Regions from separate parts of the Zea mays genome. Here region 2 is linked to region 1. Evidence: chromatin contacts called from public Hi-C data. All regions are on one chromosome and are shown on one strand. The core of a region is the stretch at or near the end of the contact, and the rest is flanking DNA. Distances in the headings are between cores, read along the strand shown. Region 1 holds the start of LOC100279825 (DNA-directed RNA polymerase I subunit 1). Region 2 holds the start of LOC542606 (lesion22).

The links. Hi-C and Micro-C count contacts between places; a contact is called where the count stands out from the background.
Region 2: a contact with region 1 is called in a Hi-C map of bundle sheath, with 3 times the contacts expected there. The contact joins the promoter of LOC542606 here to the promoter of LOC100279825 in region 1. A contact is called at or near these places in 4 of 25 Hi-C or Micro-C datasets (bundle sheath, ear, endosperm and 1 more).

The regions. Positions count from the first base shown.
Region 1 is chr1:55,849,158-55,852,320 of Zm-B73-REFERENCE-NAM-5.0, reverse strand. LOC100279825 (DNA-directed RNA polymerase I subunit 1) reads left to right here and starts at 1,548. Exons shown (of 21, transcript XM_008657145.3): 1 at 1,548-2,218. The coding sequence starts at 2,195.
Region 2 is chr1:56,676,061-56,679,223 of Zm-B73-REFERENCE-NAM-5.0, reverse strand. It overlaps LOC542606 (lesion22), which reads right to left and starts at 1,428. Exons shown (of 6, transcript NM_001112140.2): 1 at 1,130-1,428; 2 at 918-1,042; 3 at 209-319; 4 at 1-54. The coding sequence starts at 1,247.

The DNA of each region.
Region 1 (3,163 bases), core at 299-2,798:
CAGGAGTAAGTACTGTCGGTCCGAGAGTGGACGGGGTGTTACATGTTCGTGGGTGCACCGGACAATCCGGTGCACATCAGGCACTCTAGCCTGCAACAGTAACATGATCATCTAATTGGTTACCTTCCTTTTCAGGTCGGCACCAGACTGTCCGGTGACTCTCTCGACCGTTGTCGTACTAACGTGGCCGACGACTATTACGGTGTCGATCGTTGGCGCGGGCGAAGAGCCGTTGGCTGCCTGACCCACTAGACATGTCCGGTGCACATCAGATTGTCCGGTGAATTTTAGCCAGCATGCCCGAGCAAAAACCCAAGAGCAGCCAGTTGGGCGAGCTGACCAGGCCAGCACCAGACATGTCTGATGCACACCGGACTGTCTGTGATGCCCAGTTTTCCACAACTTTGGTTCTTTGAGCCAAACTTCTTCACTTCTTTTGACTCTTTTTGTGATGATTCCTAGCACTTAAACAAATATAGTTAGCAACAAAACAATTGACTAAGAGCTAGAATAATACCTTTAACACTTCATTTCATAATGGTTTGCAATATGCTCAAACTAAGTCCAAATGCCACTTTACTTGCACAAAGAAGTTAGTAGCCAAACAAAGGCACAAGAAACATGGACTTCACATCTTCAATTGCTTGATCTAACTCATGCTCATATGAAGAATGTTAGTCCATAGTGGTGTGTTGGTTAGCTAATCACCAAAACAACTTAGAAATGGCCCAAGGGTGCCGGCTTACTATTGGATCTGGAACCCACGAGCTCACCATGTGCCCGCCATTAGGAGTCGCAGGCCACCGAGAGTCACACCGTAGGCCTTGCGGGAGGGGAGCAAGGATGGTTGGGTGGGAGTCCTAATAACGACAAGTGCGGCTGGGTGGGAGGTTGGGAGCTGGATGGGAATCCTGAGTCCTGATGAGTGCAAGTGTGCGGATGGGTGATGAGTGCAAGTGTGCGGATGGGTGAGAGGCTGGGAGCTGGGTGGGAGGGAGTGAACCCCTATTTTCATATATTTTCTAAGATAGGTCCACATATCAGATTCATGGAGCGGGTTTATCGAATATGCAGGTGTGGATACTATTTTTTCTTGCCACTAAAAAAATATCCTCTAGGTCTATTATTATATCCTTATCCCTATCCGCGGATATAAAATTACCCGTATCCGCATCCATTAGGTTTATTATCCGCAAACACACGGATATTTCATGCCAATTGTCATATCTAACTGTATGTTCTACAATGGGGCGCCTGTAAGGACGCCTCATGCTCTAGTTTTGAGTATTATTGTAGAAAAATCATTTCGTATAAGTAAAATAACTCTTATCTTAAAGCCATTAAGCTATAACTATAAACCCTCGGCCCCCCATTGAGCCATAAGTTCATTAACCGTAAACCCTCGGCCCACGTCCGCTGTCTCTTTCGGCGATCTCCCGCTGTCCCGCATGAAACAACACTGCTCCCTCCCCCGGCGGATTGGCCCATCTAAGTACATTAAGCCCATTAGCCCAATAGGTCATATTTCTTTAATACGCTCTCACACTCCCAGCCTGGCATCTTCCCTCTCCACGCCACACGCACGGCTCCATCCTTCTGTCCACGCTCGCGCCGCCAGGGCGCTCGAGCTCGCCGTCGTCATCTCGTCGGGCCGCCGCCTCGCAGCTTCGCCCGCGGCTCTGGTCCGCGCCCCGCCAAGGCCCAGCCCCAAGCTGCCAGCGGCCTCCGGCGTTGCTCGCCGCTCACTGCGCGCCGTCTCGCGCTCTCGCGCCCTCGCCCAGTCCTGCTCTCCCTTCGTCGCTCCGCGGCTCCGCCGGCGTCTGGGCATCCGGCCTTCGGGCTTTGGTGGCGCCCCCCACCGGCCACCGGCCCACCCCAGCGGGCAGCGGCCACTGCAACTCTGCGGCTCTGCCAGGAACAAGGAGGAACAGTGGCGATTCTGCCAGGGACAGGGAGGAGCAGTGGCAGACAACGTCCTTCCTTTTGTTTGGCCCGGGGCTTCGGAATTATCTGGAGCCGCTACTGCCCCCAGCGTTCGGACTCCCGGGTCGCAGGCAGCCACGTCTCGTCCTGGCTCTGGGCTCGCCGCGCTATCGTCTCGGCCATTCGCTCCGACGTCCGTATTCAATAGATTTGCCCTACTCGTGACCACGAGAATCCGGCGAGGAGGGAGACCGCTCGTGCGGAGTCTATAATGGCTGACGGGCAGCATATTCAGGTTGGTGTCTGGTTCCCCCAGCTGTGAACCTCGTGTTTTTGATAACCTCCTGATTGTTCTCCTAGTATGTTGTTGTCTTCTGTTTAGCTGAGTAAGTTTTCGTCCATGATCCACTTGACACTAGCTCTATAATTTAGTGAGCAGTAGCAGGTAGAAAACTTTGTCAAATGAACGTGCTCGGCAATACAAACACCTATTAACTGTCAGGTTGTTAATTCATATGTAACTTGACAATTGACAAATAAACTTTACGTGATGCATTGCTCTGAAGTTATACTCCACACCAGGTGACTGAAATCTTATATCAACAAGTTACCAAAATTTTACCAAAAAATATACTAGAAATTGAGACTGGGTTGGGGATTTGGGGTTAAGGCCATCTCCAGCAGACCGTGTAAACGGTCGTGCAAAGTATTGTTTTGTACTGTAGATTGCACTGTTTACAGAGTGGAGTTTGAAATAGAAATGAGATAAGGAATAGGATAGAGAGTCTGGACATAGTCTATTTACCTGTTCTGGCAGCTGTAGAAGGAGATCCGGGAAGGTGTTCTGGCAGTGAGTGGTGGGTAGGAAGATTTGAGGTGCCGCCTGCCAAAATTGTAGAGGCTGGCCGGTGGGCATGGAGGTGGCAGGTGGACGACGGGGAGGTTTGGGTCACTGGACTTGAAGAACATTTCTGAGCAGTCGGAGAGGACATAGGAAGCATGCACGGAGGAGGAAGGCGCTGGAGCCTGGTGGGAGGTAGTGGAGCGATAGTAGGCGTGGAGCGTCTGCATGTGGTGCACCAGTGTTGTGTTGAATGGTGAGCAGATAAGAAGAGGAAAAGAAGGCACATGATCTGGACCATTAGAGTTGGATTGGGCAAACCAAATTTCAGTCAGCCGTTATGCAGATAGACCCATATGTTCTCCACTGTATATGATGTGTAGGCTTGTAGTGATCTTG
Region 2 (3,163 bases), core at 179-2,678, 830 kb before region 1:
AAAAGGTATGTTCATCCCAGGAAGTGGAGTAAGGATGTCCGAGAACAAGATGACCTAATAAAAGCACATGAAAAATATTAGCACAACACCAAAGACCAACAGATATTGGGAAATATCTGAAATTCATATACTCCGTGTAAGCTTTGTGATAAATTTCTAAACAGAGACCTTAAACAACATACACAAAAAGCTAAAGTCTGCAGCTTACTCCATCAGGCTTGAAAACCTTCCATGGTTGCAAAGAGATCTCAACAACTAGGTCGACATTTTCTGATCTTTCACGGAACGAAGGATACCGCTCGCAGAGCAATTGGTAGCTCTGCAGAAAAAAACGAAGGGTAATAAGTTAGTAAGGATGGGTGTTCAGTTGTTCACTATCGGTTGCACAAATAAAGCATGCCTTTAAAGGAAACATAGACCCATCCCGGTTCAAAAAGACATGGCTAACTTGGCATTGTTATATAAATCGTGAGTCACAGACACAAAGTTGTAATGGTTCTGAAAAGGCGAACAAGCTCAGTACCAGGATCATTTAGATCAACATGCAATCACTAGGTCTGTTGTGCGTGAACGGGAATCGGCATTCAATTTAAAATAGCAAAATGATTTTGCAGGGAGTTTTGATGATGACTTTTAATAGTTCCCCCTTGACTAGTCCACTTTTCCGCATGCCACTGGAACCTACATCACAGCACCCTACAAACATTTAGCATTTATGTTCCCTTCTATGAAGAATGTTGGCTAAATTCCTTATGTCTCACATGCATGATACATTGTTGATCACTTTTCGAGACTATGACTATATAACACTACCAACCAATTTAAGATCATTCCTCGAGCTGCGCACTGGCATGTTAACTACAAAAATGCTTAGCAGACATACAGATAAAATCGTCACAAAATGGAAGTGAACTTGCCTTCATGTACCTCCCGGCCTGCCTCATGAGCCAGACGGGTGGCCTCTCGACCTTCCTCCCTCTGATTGCGCTCACCAGCAGCGGCTCTTCCGCCGTCCTGGGCGAGGCCTCCTCCACTACCGCCTCTGGAGCACCATCACGTCGAAAGAGCAGCTAAATTAACTTCTCAGCACAAGCATCCCAACCTGTGAGCAGAACAGAAGAAGCTTCACCTCCGACGGCGCTGCAGCGGACGGCCGTGAGCTGCCTGCGTCTGGGCCCGGCGCGGGCGGACCTGCCGCGGAAGAGGGAGGTGGACGGCAGCGAGAGCGGCGGACACGCTGTTGCCATTGGGGCGGGATCCGAGGTGCTGCAGCGGTCGCGGACGGGCAAGGGGGTCGCGGCGTTGGGTCGGGGAGGCGACGACTTGGCTTGCTTGGCTTGGCAAGTTGGCTCAGCCGCTCAGGCGACGGAGAATCGGAAGGGGATGTGAATGGGATCAGGTTGGATGAGAGACGATCTGAGATGAGATGAACGGAGATCGTGGGGATGAGATGGTGGATAATAGCGTGGGCCATCGTGGCCTGTTAGGCCCAGTTCGCTTGGATCTAGATCGAAGAGTTTTATACGTAATTAAATCCTTCTATTCAATTTTGATTAGAAAAGAATTTAATTAATTTAATTTTTTCTAGTCCTTTTCAATCTACTCGTAACCAAATCAATTCCAGTTAGACCGACCTATCTAGCATTTTTCTCGGGTCCTTTTTTTTAAACTTGTAGAAAATAACTATGGTGATAATTTTATAATATCTAGTAAATATGTACATACGGAAAATATGTGATTATAACTACAAAAAAATCATCATATATTATAATATTAAAGATTTTTAATACTTAAAGTACTAAATTATTTAGTTATAAGACATCATGATCATTTTTAAAAATACTATATATGTCATCGTTTGAAGCATACATATAGGTATTGGAAAGATGTCTCCAAGCATCACATAGAAGGAAATCATCGAAGGTCCAACTACTACCGAACACACGCTTCTGAGGTCCTATACTTAGGACCTACCTTGGATCTAACAACGATAGAGGCACACCATCCTTGCGAGCTTGATATCAAACCCACCGAAAGAGTAAAGTTATTTGAGTCATCTCATCTCAAAACACATGGCCTAAAACCCTAGGCTCCCAGAGCCTCGATACACTCTAAGATTCAGGACACTTTCACACTTAAGTTTGTTTGAGCACTGTCGTCCATAAGGGATACCTAAAATCTAGGGTCCCTAGCCTTCAGACACTCCTAATAGCAGTAAACTTATATATTCTTTGCCCCTTGATCTCTAAGCTTCCCAGTTTCGGAGAATTCAAGAAGCTCCTACAATGGTTGTATGGAGACGCCCGTAAGTCAAAGAAATGCAGTTCACCCCCAGCAAGGGCATGATAACTGAAAGGGAAATATGGTTTAACCTTTTCCTATAAATAATTTTGGTGATTGAATGCCCAACACAAATAATCGAACTAACTAGTTTGCTCTAAAGTATATGATATACATGTGCATAAAGGTTCAACATAAACCAATAAAAGATTGAAGAAAGTGTTCAAATTCAAAGGAGCAAAGAAACCGAGTGTGCCCTGGTCTAGCGCATCGAACTGTCCGGTGCACCAGGACCGTACAGTGTCCAACTCTCAACTCTCGGGTTTCTCAGAGCGTGCTTCGCTATAATTCACCGGACTGTCCAGTGTGCCACCGGACTGTCCGGTTCACCAACGGAGCAACGGCTCCTTCGCGCAACGGTCGACTGTAAAAGCTGAAGTTTTAGAGGAACAGTGCGCAACAGTGCGCGGCAGAACAGAGCCGCCCGTTAGAGGCGCAGGACAGTGAACAGTACCTATCCAATGCGACACTGGACTGTCCGGTGCCACTAGAAGACAAAGCCTTCAACGGTCGACGGCGCCCGAACCCTAACGGTTGGGTGACGTGGCTGGCGCACCGGACAATGTCCGGTGGCGCACTGGACTGTCCGGTGCGCCATCGACAACAGCCATCCCCAACAGCTATGTGGTGGTTGAGGGCTATAAATACCCCACAACCACCACCACTCCAAGCATCAAAGTTTCTAGCACTTCACATTCAATACAAGAGCTCGTGTTCTTTGAGCTCTTGTTTCTTGGATCGCTTTCTTCTTCCTCATCCTTGTTCTTAAAGTGACTTGTAATCAAGGCAAGAGACACCAAGTGCGTGGTGGTCCTTGCGGGGT